Linked DNA regions of Rattus norvegicus: region 1 is linked to region 2. A link is a contact called in public Hi-C data. All regions are on one chromosome and are shown on one strand. Each heading gives the region's core, a stretch centred on a gene start, on an enhancer-like site or on the middle of the called end of the contact. The rest is flanking DNA. Distances are from core to core; before and after follow the strand shown.

The links. Hi-C and Micro-C count contacts between places; a contact is called where the count stands out from the background.
Region 1: a Hi-C map of Schwann cells shows a contact between it and region 2, with 9 times the contacts expected there. The contact joins the promoter of Spin1 here to the enhancer-like site in region 2. A contact is called at or near these places in 5 of 12 Hi-C or Micro-C datasets (the A7r5 cell line, Schwann cells, frontal cortex and 2 more).

The regions. Positions count from the first base shown.
Region 1 is chr17:14,254,469-14,261,653 of GRCr8, reverse strand. It overlaps Spin1 (spindlin 1), which reads left to right and starts at 4,592. Exons shown (of 6, transcript NM_001419143.1): 1 at 4,592-4,725.
Region 2 is chr17:13,930,247-13,937,527 of GRCr8, reverse strand. S1pr3 (sphingosine-1-phosphate receptor 3) reads left to right here. Exons shown (of 2, transcript NM_001271143.1): 2 at 1,325-4,755. The coding sequence starts at 1,471. The coding sequence ends at 2,610. Among named protein-coding and RNA genes, the nearest start is that of S1pr3, 12 kb to the left of the region's middle. Within about 2 kb of position 1,452, at least 14 of the 93 cell types and tissues checked have an H3K27ac peak or open chromatin away from gene starts, as enhancers often do. A contact at or near this core is called in Schwann cells, where this site is marked.

The DNA of each region.
Region 1 (7,185 bases), core at 3,343-5,842, 320 kb before region 2:
CAGCCCACAACTTCTGCCAGCGGCCCACAGATTCAACTATCCTTAAGAGGCCCTCAGGAATATAAGGGAGGATCCTTGACTGCAGAAAAAAAAAAAATTAACAGGAGCCAGGAGGAAGCAAAGCTAGAGTTTATTAAGATATTCAATATAACGTTTAATTTTTTTTTATTCGTGTTGGTGAGTGGCACAGTGCATGTGTGGTGGTCAGATGACGATCCTCAGAAATTGGTTTTCTTTTCACCACAGGGATCCCAGATCACACTCAGGTTGTCAAGGTTGGCTCCAAGCATCCTTACCCCTTGAGCAATCTCATAGGCCCCAGTAGCCCAGTAACATCCGGTGGGGCCTTGAGATTCCCACCATTTAACAGCACCCAAAGACGGACCAGGCTTCCAACGAATGAACCTTTGGGCCACACTTAACTACAACACCAACACAGAGCTTAAGTCAAGTTACTCGTGTGTTTGGCAAATATACTGGATCTTGAACACTTTGGCTGTGCTGAATAATTGTACAATAACAAGGACTGATTTGATAAAGATACAAAGTTATGTTTCAAACATCACATTAACTGTAGTCTAACTTAGGGCTAACCGCCCCTCATGCCTTTGATAGCTATCTCTTTATTTCTGTATCACAAGTGTATTCCTCCTTGAGCAGGAAAACACCCCAAGGAGTCGAGGAACATGGAGACAAAGCAGATCTTGTTCTAGCACCGACTGAGGACTGAGACTTTTCATGTTGGCATTTGTATTTAGTCAGTGTCTTAGTCAGTGTCCCTATTGCTGTGATGAAGCAAAACCAAAAGCAACTTTGGGAAGAAAGGGTTTATTTGGCCTACACTTCCATATCCTAGTCCATCATCAAGGAAGTCAGGACTGGAACTCAAGCAGGGCAGGAACCTGGAGGCAGGAGCTGATGCAGAGGCCATGGAGGGATGCTGCTTACTGGCTTACTTACCCTGGCTTGCTCAGCCTGCTTTCTTATAGAACCCAAGACCATCAGCCCAAGGGAGGAAGGACTGGACCCTTACCCATCAATCACTAATTAAGAAAATGCCCTACAGAAATTCATGCTTAGAACTTGATCCTTATGAAGTCATCTTCTTAATTGAGCTTTCCTCTCAGACGACTTTTGTAGTGAGCCATATTGGATTTGGGCCTGGCAGCTTTGTAACTGCATGGCCACAGTAAAAGTCATGGGATTGTTGGACAGAGGCCTCTCCCATGTATTTACGGCACAGGAAGAAAAGACCAAGTAGTAAACACCCGGTGTCTCCACTGCATGACCTCTGCTGAGCCCGGCTGATGCAAGTAGAACCGACACACCTGGGCCACACCTGGGCCACACCTGGGCGGTGGTCGGTGGTCAATTTACTTCTGCCTTTTGCTTCCTCAGCCTTTATCCTTGAGATTTAGGCTGGTCTTCTCGGATTTCTCCCTAATTAATTCAGGTCTCGTAGTAGTCGGTCTTTTGTTACCTAAGTCAAGAGCCAGGTAGTCAGGAGCCAGGGTTTCCCACTGTGCTTCCCAGATATTTTCTACCTGGAGACTTGGGTATATAAGTGGTGAATAAAGCTACAGGAGACTCTCACTCTCTCTTCCGCTCTCTCACTCTCTCTCCTTCTTCCCTCCCTCTCTCTCTCTCTCTCTTTCCCTCTCTCTTTTCCTCTCTTCCTCTCCTGGCTTGACACGATAACCTGTGTGTGTGTATGTGTGTTTCTTTCATCCCGTAGGCTTTCGCCCGATTCTCGGTACTGTGTCGGTGCTGGCGCCGACAGACTTTAGCTTGTGTCGAGCTGACATAAAACTAGCCAGCATAATCAGTTTGTGGTGGAAGGGAAATTATATGTAGGCCCTCTGGCTAAGGATGCTAAATGTTCACAAAATAACCACGAACCTATTTGTGTAATGTCATATTACGAGATTTTCAGTTATTCACAAAAGTTAGAAAGGCCTGAAGGGACAATTAACAAACCTGTCACTTGGATTCACTAGTTGTTACATTTGTTTTAAATGTCTTTGAAGCCAGCAGATAGTGGAAAAAGCCCTGGCTGCCAACTTTTTTTCCTGTTTTGTCTTTTAAGACAGGGTCTCTCAATGTAGACCAGACTGGCCTCAAACTCAGAAATCTGCCTGCCTTCACCTCTGAGTACTGAGATCCATAGCATGTCCCACCACCGCCCAGCAGTGTCCCATTCGATTTGGATGTGCTGGTTATCCCAGCTCTTGGGAGGAGGAAAGCAGGGGGATGAGAAAGGTGTTCAAGATGGTCTTTGGCTATATAAAATTCTGACCAGCCTGGGCTAGATGAAACCTTGTCCTAAAAACAAAAACCAAACAACCAACTCTCCCTGAATCCAGTTTAGGCATTCTTAGCTCTAGAATGTGGCCCATGTATTTTTGACAGGTTGCTGGAAACCATCAGTAGAGGCAAATTTAAACCAGGAGTGGGGTTAGGGTGGGGGTGTGGTAATGTTTGAAGGGTCTGATGGGTCAGCAGGGTCTGCAAGTGGCCTCAGGTGGGTGGAAGCCACGGAAGACACCAAATGTCCTACAGCGCCCAGGGCAGTCATCCTTAAAACCCTATCATGTGGCCAGGCATTGAGGAGGCTTACCCAGAAGACCTTACCTGCCTGGGCTAACCTATCACATTCTAGGCAGGCTAGACAGCGAGACCCTGTTTCAAGCAAAACAACCCAACACTCTCTTGCTCAAGTTACCAGGTCCATGTCAGTAAGAGCTAGGCGGATGTGAAGGCTACTTTTGGGTGTCAACTTTCCTACATCAGGAATTAAAACCCCAATGACTGGGCCCACGAGTGATAGATTTCTGCTTAATTAAATCATTTGATTGGGGTCTTTGAGGCAAAAAGATAATGCCTTTAACCCAGACCTTTTGAGATGGAAAGAGTCACCTGTAATGTGGCTCTTTTGAAGTGGGAAGACATACCTTTAATCTGGGGCAAGCTTGCTTGCAGCCTATTTAAATGACATGGGATAAGGGAGCTTTTGCTCTTTGCCTGTTTATTCTCTGTCTCACTAGCAAGTCCATTCCTTCACTATCATTATAACCTGCTTGAGATTCCAGCGTATACTGAAGACCAGCCGAGACATTCGGCTTTGGGGACTGAACAACTACTGAATCCCTGGACCTTCTGTTGTTAGACAGTCATTGTTCGATTAACTGAACCACAGCCTGTGAGGTATTCTAACACATACCCTTTCCGTACATATATATTCATTCTGTAAGTTCTGTTCCTCTAGAGAACAGAAAAGCCCAGGAGGATCACCAAGGAAACAGAAGTGTTCTGTACTGTCACTCCAGCCTCCTTCCCATCGCGCCCTTCCTTGTTCCTGTCAGCCTCCACTACCAAACATTAAACACAACAACAAAAGCTAATCATCTCTCAATTCTCTCTAGGATGGCTGCGTCTCTACTGAAATTCGCCCTCTCTTCGGTCTGTGACTATGTTGCTCCTGCCAAGAATGTCATCTGAGACAAGCATTTTAATATGAGCAGGCACATATCAATCTTACTTTGAAAGAAAAAAGGTGCCAGAGAAATCTCTCAAAGAGCTCAGCGAACTAACAACCGTGCTGCAGGTTTGGAGTGCGCAAAGGGCTTTCCAATAACGTCTCGTAATTCGACCTGGCAACACACTGGCAGGAGGCTTATTACAATGCGGCAGTGCTACGGCACTCGAGGAACCAGGTCGGTGACCGCCTGGATCCAGACACTGGGCTAGAGGAGGGTAGGAGACCAGAGCGCGCCAGGCTGAATGCAGACCAAGACGAACCTTCAGGTCCCGCATTTGACTTCCCCTCAATCCAAACCATCCCGGACGTTTCCTCTCTCTCCTTGCCCACAGCCAAACACGTCCTCAAAAGGCATCTTAACTGGAACCAGAGTCGCACGGATTGACGTGCGATCGTGGGAAGTCCTGGCTTGCAGCCTCGCGAGGAGCCCGGGGTGAGATCTAGAATAGCGGCTGCAGCTAGGCCAAGGCCGGGTGTTTGCGGCAGGTGTTCGCAGGAGGCCCTGAGCTTTGCAAGCTGAGCCTAGTTCCTCGGCCTCTGCGCAGTGCGGCGTGCAGTAAGGCGGTGTGTCTTCAAGGGAGCATGGGGAGTCTATCCATATTTTTAAAGGGCTCGCGTCCTGCAGCCCAAAGCTGCTGCTCCGCAGTGACGAGAACGCACCTGCGCTGCGCAAGGTCATGTGACCGAGCCTCATGCATCTCCGCAGCTAGCCAGGCCCGAGACAGACGTAAGGTCCCAGGACAAAGAGGCAGGACGGTTCCTGGAAACCGTCCTCCCGTTGAAGAGTAAATGCCAACGCCCGTTACTCTCCGTTCGTGTTTGTCTTCCCGACCCTGTTCCGCTTCTAAGAGGGCCCGGGTGCGCGTACCGCCCGTGGCTCCCCAGCGCGTACCTGGCAGCTACGGGCGCGCGCCCCACCCTCCAGGTGAGCAGCGCCAGGCCCCGCCCTCGCCCCAAGGCCCCTCCTCCCACTCGCGCCTGCGCAGTGCGTCCGGCGGCGCCGGGCGCCGGGGCGGCGCGGCCGTCGCAGTTCGGCGGGCGCAGTGCGCGTGCGCCGTGGCGGCTAGGGGGCGGGCGGCGGCCGCGGCGAGGAGCGGGGGTGGGGAGGCGCCGTCTGGCTCGGGCTGGGCCGGCGGGGAGCACGAGCGAGCCACGGCGGCCCCGTTGGCAGCCTCGGTGGCCGACAGGTGAGACGCGTGTGGGGCCGGGTGCTGGGCTGTGAGGGGAAAGCGAGTGGGCCTCGCGGCGCGCGTACCCAGGTGAGCACAGCCCGCGGGGCCCCGGGCGCATTGTCCGCGGGCGGCGCCCCTCAGCGCCCCCTGCCGGCCGGGCTCGGTGGGGCCGGGGCGCGGCGGGCTGGGGCCCGGGCGTGCGCGAGTTCCTTTGTTCGTCGCCCCCGCCCGGTCCCCGCCGCCCCCGCCAACATGGCGCTTGCGGGGTCCCTGCCCCAGCCCCGCGGCCGCTTCCCGCGCGCTTTGTTCCGTGCCGGGCGGGGGGCGGGGGCGGGGGCATTGCGTAACCCGGCGGGGGAGGGGCGTGGCGGGACCCCCGCGGCGGGTCACCGCGGTGACGCCCTGCCTGGGGGGCTCGGGCGCGGGCCTGTGTGACCTTGGGTTTGCCTCCCTGAATGCGCCGGATAGATGTGCGGTGCGGATACTGCGTAGCGCCGGGGGTCGCGGTCCCTAGCGGCTTCCTGCACGGATGGTGCGTTCTGGGCCTTTCCGGGAGGAGGGGGTGTCGGGTTGAGAAATGGCTTCAGTCATCCACGTCGTTGCATGCGCATCTCAAAGTTTGTTTACGCAATTGTTTTTATATTGATTTGGTTTCGATGATCTGTGGATTGGGGTTTTTCTCTGTGTGTGTGTGTGTGTGTGTGTGTGTGTAGTCTTCTGGTTTAAAGGCTTGTTTATTTCTCGTGTACATCGTAAAGCCATACAAGAGAAACGTTTAAGTGTTGTAAAGGATTTCAGTGTGACTAGCGAGGAAGATGGTATCCGTATCGAAATGCGAATGCCTCACTAACTTTCCTTGGAATTTTCTGGAAGAAGCTGCAGCCTGGAAGGATTGATGGAGAGTAATTGCCTTCTGCATAGCTTTTGTTAGGGAGAGAAAATGAAACCTGATCTTAGACGTTTTCTTACCTACACATCCTGAGCACACTTCTGAGGTGGTGAAATTTTGGAAAGATAGAAGAGAGGAGGTGTATCTTTAGCCTTCCTTTTCACCATCTCAGCATTTGTTAATAGGCGATCATGATTTACAGGATGTCCATGATCAGATTTCATAATTGTGTATTAACGTTGCCTGCTATATTTATTAAAACGTAGTGTTTCTTCCAATAAGTAAAACGAAATTAGCTTAAAATCCTACCGAAATGCCTAAGAAATGAATCAAGCAAAAGGGCTTTTAGTCTAAATTTGTATCAAGTCTCCTGTACTCTAGACTGGCCTTGAACTCAGTATCCTTCAGCCTGGAGTACAAGCCAGTGAGGGGCCATCTTTTTATACACTTAGGGTTTTTGAAGTGTATGTGTATGGATGTTTTGTCTGCGTATTTGCCTGGTTACCACATCTGTGCCTGGTGCCCAAGGGGTCCAGGAGAGGGCTCTGAACTCCCGGGACTGGAGTCAGACAAATGTGAGTGCTGGGAATCAAACATGGGTCCTTTGGAAGAACAGCCAGTGAGTACTGTTAACCGCTGAGCCATGCTTAAGATCTTTTAAAAATAGATTTTTCACTGTTGAATTTCTCTAGTCAAGCCCACTTTTAGTGTTCAAAGGACATTTTCTAAGACTTTCTGGGATAGCTAAGCTCTGATGTAACCTGTTACATAGGATAGTGTGAGGTTCCACATCCAGTCTTTGCCCTTGGTCAGCCTCACCAGGCCTAGTAACAGAACTGTAACTCCAACTGTTGGGGAGGTTTGGAAGTTCAAGGGCAGCTTGTCTCAAAAAAGTCAGACGTTGTGGTAGAGCAGTTCCTCTTCAGATGCTGGACTCAGGTTTTGCCTCCCAGTACCACAAAGTAACTACAATGTAAACATTCCTTAAATAGAGTAGGCTGTTGCAGGGAATGAAGGCATTCCTTTCATGTTGTTGATAAACTCCCACCACATGCCCCCAGTCTGGATAGAGGCAGAGCTGGCTGCTTAGGTAGTGTCTTTAATTGCCAGCTCCAGAACAAGACAGCTGTATGATCCAGAAGCCCTGAGCCTGAGGCCCTGCCATTCTCTGTCGTTCTGAAGGATGAGGTGCCCTGCTCTTCTCTCCTTAGGATCACAAGTCTCAGTTTTCATTTTGGGACTCTGAAAAATACTGCTATTAGTGGGCTTGGAACTTCCTTTTATGGGGCAGAAGAGGGCTGAAAACAAAGGGTGAAAGGGATTGGTGGACTAAAAGTTACTTCCCTTGCAAAGTGGAAACTGGGAGAAGTCAATAGAAAAACAGCTAGTTCCACATCATATCACTTCAGGATGGGGTTAGCAACTCACAGAGGGGAGAGAATTTGTTTCGTGGATTGAAATGGCCTGCTGGGGAAATCAGGTTGTCTTTGGTTTTTCTGAAGGTCAGATAACTTAGTTTCAGTTTGGGTAGCTTCCATAGGAGTGACTGTTTTGATCTCTGGGAGTCTGGTGCAAGACTGGGCTTG
Region 2 (7,281 bases), core at 203-2,702:
TCACCATGCCACGCCCACAAAGATGCACAACTAGGCGTGTCCACTACAATAAAAACTGAATGGTAGGCCATGTGCATCAAGCTCTCCTCAGAGCTTCGGAATCACGAATGAATCAAAGGGTGGAGAGGAGACGTAAGCCAGGTGAACACTTCACAGCCCTCTGGGCGGACCTGGGGGAGACAGCTCAGTTGGTGAAGTGCTTGTCGTGCAAGCATGAGTGAAAATTGAGTTCAGGATCCCCCAGCATCTAGGCAGCTTTGGTGGTATGCATCAGTAATCCTAGTGTGGTGGGCAGGTAGACAGGAGAATCCCTGGAACTCAGTGGCCTGCCAATGTGGCTTCATGGGTTCAATGGGCTTCAGGTACAGTCACACACATGGGAACACACGTGCATGCATTTGTGTCACAGGCACACATGCTTATTCTCTCTTATGCACGCACACACACATGTGTGCGCACACACACACACACACACACATGTACACACACACTTATTTGTTCAGGGTCTGGCGTTTGCATTCAAGGCCTTCAAAGCAACCCCCAAGTATCACCTTCCTTCTATGCCCAGGCGTTGTAAACATGCCAATTCATACTCCCTGGCCCAGACTTCTGCCTTTCAAGCCACACTCGGAGTTCATGTCACCACCCTCTCCCCTTCCTTTAACCTCAGCCGCCGCTGCTTCCAGGACGGGTAGCAATTCCTTCCTCCCTGGGCTCTGCTCAGGGCAGTGGCCGCAGGGTTCTCGCTCAGGCTGCTCTTCCTGTCCTCCCTCTGAGGTCAGGCTCTAGGGCTCTCTGCCAGGTGGGCCAAAGGCCCATCCAGACCCCAAAGGAATCAGCCCAAGGAAGTATGAGGTGCTTCTCATGGTACTGCTTCAAACCTCATCAAGGAGGACCCGGAAGTCCTTCAAACACTGTTTTCCTTACTGTGTTTCTCCACCCCTCCTTTTTCACCCTCCTCTCCCGCCTTCCTTCTAACCCTCCCTCCCTCGATTTTCCTCATCCCGAGAAAAATCCGATTCCCTCCACAGCTGGGAATAGGGGTTTACCAGCTCCCACGTGGTGGGTGAGAAGTAACGCGGTATTTTCCTGGTGCCTGGAGATTTCCAAGTCTGCTCCGTGGTTACAAGATTCACAGATTCACACTCTGAGGTTTCTTCTCTGGCAGCTCCAGGCCCCTTCCCCTGGTCTTTTAGAGACTTGGCCTACGTTCCAAGCACTCCCTACACACCAACCCTCCAAATGCGTTAGCATTTTCCACACTTAGAGTTGCTGAATGGTGATCACTTGATCCAAAGTTCCTTCTGCTTTTATCTTCTTACAGAGCCTGTTTCCAACACTCTTGCTGCAGTCAGGCCTGCTGCACGCCTTCAGGAACCCACCACCGCTGTCCCAATTGTCCCCTGAAATGAACGTTCCTGGCGCGCCCTCTCGTGGACTGTTGAGGTAACCATCCGTCTATAGGAAGTCATGGCATCCACGCATGCGCAGGGCCACCCGCCAGTCTTGGGGAATGATACTCTCCGGGAACATTATGATTACGTGGGGAAGCTGGCAGGCAGGCTGCGGGACCCCCCTGAGGGTAGCACCCTCATCACCACCATCCTCTTCTTGGTCACCTGTAGCTTCATCGTCTTGGAGAACCTGATGGTTTTGATTGCCATCTGGAAAAACAATAAATTTCATAACCGCATGTACTTTTTCATCGGCAACTTGGCTCTCTGCGACCTGCTGGCCGGCATAGCCTACAAGGTCAACATTCTGATGTCCGGTAGGAAGACGTTCAGCCTGTCTCCAACAGTGTGGTTCCTCAGGGAGGGCAGTATGTTCGTAGCCCTGGGCGCATCCACATGCAGCTTATTGGCCATTGCCATTGAGCGGCACCTGACCATGATCAAGATGAGGCCGTACGACGCCAACAAGAAGCACCGCGTGTTCCTTCTGATTGGGATGTGCTGGCTAATTGCCTTCTCGCTGGGTGCCCTGCCCATCCTGGGCTGGAACTGCCTGGAGAACTTTCCCGACTGCTCTACCATCTTGCCCCTCTACTCCAAGAAATACATTGCCTTTCTCATCAGCATCTTCACAGCCATTCTGGTGACCATCGTCATCTTGTACGCGCGCATCTACTTCCTGGTCAAGTCCAGCAGCCGCAGGGTGGCCAACCACAACTCCGAGAGATCCATGGCCCTTCTGCGGACCGTAGTGATCGTGGTGAGCGTGTTCATCGCCTGTTGGTCCCCCCTTTTCATCCTCTTCCTCATCGATGTGGCCTGCAGGGCGAAGGAGTGCTCCATCCTCTTCAAGAGTCAGTGGTTCATCATGCTGGCTGTCCTCAACTCGGCCATGAACCCTGTCATCTACACGCTGGCCAGCAAAGAGATGCGGCGTGCTTTCTTCCGGTTGGTGTGCGGCTGTCTGGTCAAGGGCAAGGGGACCCAGGCCTCCCCGATGCAGCCTGCTCTTGACCCGAGCAGAAGTAAATCAAGCTCCAGTAACAACAGCAGCAGCCACTCTCCAAAGGTCAAGGAAGACCTGCCCCATGTGGCTACCTCTTCCTGCGTCACTGACAAAACGAGGTCGCTTCAGAATGGGGTCCTCTGCAAGTGAATGTCTCCACAGGTCAAGCTCTGCAGCCACACCTATTTATTGCACGCATTCGCTTCCACGCGAGGCCTTAGAGATCTTGACCCTGGAGGTCTGCTTGACGTGGCCACCAACTCCTGAGGAGGAGACCCAAGGAGACACCGATACATTTCAGCCCGGACATGGATGTGCCTTATGGGTTGCAGGCTCCATCCTTCTGAATGTACCAAGCTGCTGACGTTGTCCACTCCCTTTGGATGCCGATTTCCCCGGTCCAGGGAGGGCAGGTAGTGATGTGCTATGCACATGCGCTTTGGGATGGAATCTTCCTATCTTCACACTACATTAATTTTCATAGAATGGGTGCTCCTGTATGTGTCTGTCCGTTGCTGTGTTGTACAGAATGTGTATGCCAGGTTTTCCCAGGTGGAGCCCATTACAAAGTGTTGGTCCCCCCACATCTTGTGTAACGGTTGGTCCGAACCTGCAGGCACAGCTGTACCGGATTCAGCATGTGATAAGGTGGTGCGCCTTTCCCGGTGCCCTTGTGCCGGTGTCCTAGCTCATGGCTGTGAAAAGTTACTCAAGTATTCCTTATTCTCAAAAAGCCTCACCCAAGAGCAGCCCAGGTGTGTGGGTCTCACCTTTACATACCCGTGTCCCTCCCTCTTGGGTCCCTTCCATAAGCTTAAGTACATCTGAAAGCCAGATTATGTGATCGTTGAGGCATTTCTGAAAATCACTGAAAAGCCAGCCAGGATCTCTCAAAATGCTGGCATCACTGAAGGAAGAGCCCATGAGGAGAGGCAAGGTGCTCTCCACCGTGGGTCACCCTTCCAGGGGACGGCAGTCTGCTGCATGTAGAGAGTTTCCAGCAGTGACATTCACAAGCCAGCCCTTCAACTGTATGGTACTGAGTTCAGTTCCATGTAGAGAAGCTTGATTCGTGTGTAGAGAAGCTTGATGCCAGTCAGCTTTGCCGCCACCTTTTGCTGGCAAGGAGCTGAAGCTGTCAGCAAAGCTTCTCGTCTCCCTCAATTGTGGACCCTGACCAGGACCCTTCAGTGAGAGGAATCCGCCAGGCTAGGAGGCGTGATGTGGTTCTTTGCACCCTCTTCAGAGAGAACCATTCCCATGCCCATATGATGGGCGCTCCACCGCTTGGACCTGCGTTCCTTTGTCCATCCTGTAAGGAAAACGCTTAGAAGACACCTCTGAAATCCCCTCCCCAAGGACTCTGCCCGCGGGACACACAGGTGGGTATGTTGGAGAGAGCAGCCAGCACCCATGCTCCCAGAACAGTCTTTGGAAGGACTCACACTCGGGGAAACTTCATGTCAGAGCTCCCCATAAGTTGATTAGCATCAGAGACACACCTACCAACCTTTTTAAAGATGATTTTTCTCTCAATGGTTACTTGATGGCATTTGCTCTTGCTTAGGGACACTTTTCCTGGGCCCTAGGTAACCATGGACTGACTAACGAAAGACTTCCCCTGGTGGATATAGGTCACTGCCAGGGAATTCTGCTGGATCATTGGCCTATCTGTCTCTTCTCTACGTCACCGAGAAAATAACTTATTCTCTCATCATGGTGTTGACAAAAAACCCAGGCATTTCTGGGAAAGGAAAGCATGCAAGTGCTGGGCTGAGGGAAAATAACAGGCCAGTGTGTGGGGGAGTTGAGGTGGAAAATGAATGGGGCTTGAGGACGTGCTCTTCCCTAATCGGAATGCTTCGAGGCCATGGATCTGGGTCACTAATATTAATAACACATTGTACATGACTCTGACTTCTCTATATCCTCCTGTGTCTGCTTTCATTCAACAGCCCTTGCAGAGGGCCACACCTACCATCCCCAGCTAGGAGGTGACATTTGTAGAATGACAGAGTGTCGAGCAGTTGAAATTAGAAATACACTAAGACCTAATTGCACTCACTTGATGTATGCCAAATGGAGCAATCATCCGTGACGCCAGTGTGCGCTCCTTTCCCTAGCTAAGCCACCGAGACAGCATTGAGACCGAGTGCACCCAAACCCTCACCCCGAAGGTCGGAAACAAGAGAAGCCAGAGACCCTGGGGCCTGCCCCAGGTAGCGAGTGACCTTTACTACTTGCAGTTTATGTTTGTTAATAATAAATAAAACCAAAAGCCTTTATATAAACCCATCCTGGAGGCCTGTGTGGTATGTTCTACTGTTCTGCAATGACACTCAGGGGGTGTAGTGGTCTTGCTTTTCTCCTAGTACCTGGTCTCGCAGCGTTTCAGGAATAAACCTCACCCATCTTGGTGAGTGTGTGTGTGTGTGTGTGTGTGTGTGTGTGTGTGTGTGTGTGTGTTTGCGCGTGCATATGTGCACTGTTGTGCATGCAGTGGAGGCCAGAGGTTGATGTTGGATCTCTCTCTCTCTCTATTGCTCTTCCTCTTGTTTTTTGAGACAGCATTTCTCACTAAACCTGAAGCTGCCGGCTTTGCCTAGATTGACTGGCCGGCAAGCCCCCAGGATCGGTGTGCCTCCTTCCGGGATTACAGACACAAACTGCCACACACGACGTTTACATAAGGGCAGAGCATCCCCGGGGGGAGCCATTTCCCAGCAGATCCTATGATTTGGAGAATGGTGACAGCCTCTCTGTCGAGAAGAAATTATAAAATTAAAAAGTAAAAATGTCATCCAACCAGAGACTGGCCTTCATTTGCCAGTGTCTGCAGATGACCAAGCGTGAGCAGCCAGCGGAACTGGCTCCCTGTTTTACAAATGTCAAGTTTTAGCCCCTAACCTGCATCCCACAGGAAGAGGACCCACATGTGTGAGTCTTTGTTGATAACAGTTGTTAGAACTGGGAGTAAAAAGCCCCACTTCACCTTCCCGCTGTCTATCACCTCTGACCTGCCCAAGGCCATCTATGCTCCAGATGCCAAAGCTGGCATGAATCTTTCAAGCGGTTCTGACGAGTTACCTTTTTTCCCCCCGTGAGGAAAAACAGAACACCCATTTTGTAGAGAAAGACTTTAATCTATCTTCCTGTCTTCTCCGTGGCATTACAAGCTCCAGGGCTGGTGAATGGCTCAGAAGGCGATGCTGCCTGCCACCAAACTTGATGTTTGAACTTGAGTTCGATCCCCAGGGCCCTCATGGTAGAAGGAGAACCCCGCCCCCCCCCACAAGTTGTCCTCTGATTTCCACACGTGCGTTACAGCACCCCACCCCCACACACAGACGTGACCTCCCTCACGCAAATGAGAGACACTTTTCACGGTAGCTTTTATTGCCAACAGACTTACATCTATAGTCACTGAAACAATTAACTATTTAAAAATGGTTGCTTCTCTCAATCGTCGAGCCGTGGTTATTCTGTGTGCTGGGAGAAGAGCCGGTCACAGAAACATAACGAGGTGCATCTTCTAGAAAACGTCTAGCTACACCGCTTGTTCCATGCTTTGGGGACTGTATGGACGGACGCAAAAACCCACGTGGTCTTAGTGTCTAAGTCAGAGGGCCAGAGGGGCTGCTCTGGAATCAGAAGTGCATGGGTGGCCGTCCCGCTGATAAAGGCACGCACTCCAGTACCTAATAATGAGGACAGCAGCATTGTCTAGAGTTAGCCTGCCACCTGCCATACCTGGGCCACAGGAGGGGATGTTATATGCTGCCTCCACTTGGTTATCCCAGAAGCTTGGCTATGGCGTGCCGGGACTGTGGTGAAAGGCATGAGACCAGAAGCAACACCGTTTCTCTAAAGAGTCCCAAGAGGTGAGGGAGTCCAAGTTGACCGATCACCTTCACCTGTTACATCTTGGGGTCTCCGAATGCTCATCAAATCGCCTAAGTTCTATCATAGAAAAATATTAGGAACCTTAAAGTTGGCTTTGTATTTCTGTTCCTCCCAGGTGACTTAGGGAGTGAATTCCATGCCAATATCAGAATAGACAGGGGCGGTTGGCCATTCTCCCAGACAGACGCTGTTACAGTAACTGTTGGTGCTTCACAAAAGGTAACAGAAACAAAAGAGATACTTTCAAATATTCATATAGCAATATGTATAATTGACCACCAGAATGCTTTTGAAAAACTGTTAAAATACCTTGTTACACATTACGTTTATGCCGAGCTATCCCCTAAGCCTGGGGCTCTTAAACATTAAATGTTTCATTCTGAACACAAAGAAATTCACATAATTTCACAATACTCAGAAACAGGTTATATCCAAAAGTCAGCCAAACAGAGAACATTCAATTGGCAACTCACACACAGTGTTAAACAAGGAAAAAGAAGAAGAAAAGAAACTCGTGGTCCCCAGACTGGTTAGTCTACTCGTCTCTGTCTCCTGAGCTGTTGCTTGACTCCACTGTGAGTGACTTTGGTTGTGGTAAAGGAATTTCCTCCAGTGTGAACCTGTACGTCCTCGGTAGCTCGGGTTTCAAATTCACCCCATAGGCATGGCCCTCTACGTACAGTGGGTTCATTTCCTGTGGTTTCTCTTACACCCTAAGAGAGGAATCGTAAGTGTGTTTGGGGGTCTCATGGACTCACCCCAGGGCATCTGAGAGGGCAGGGAGTGGAAAGGAAGGCTTTTCAACCTGGTCCCCAGCATCCTGCTGATGTCAGCAGTTTCCATGAAGGATGTGGTCGCGTGAACTTTTGCACCCTTTTCTTTCCCGAGGGCTCCACAGCGGCGCCATCTACTGGGCAA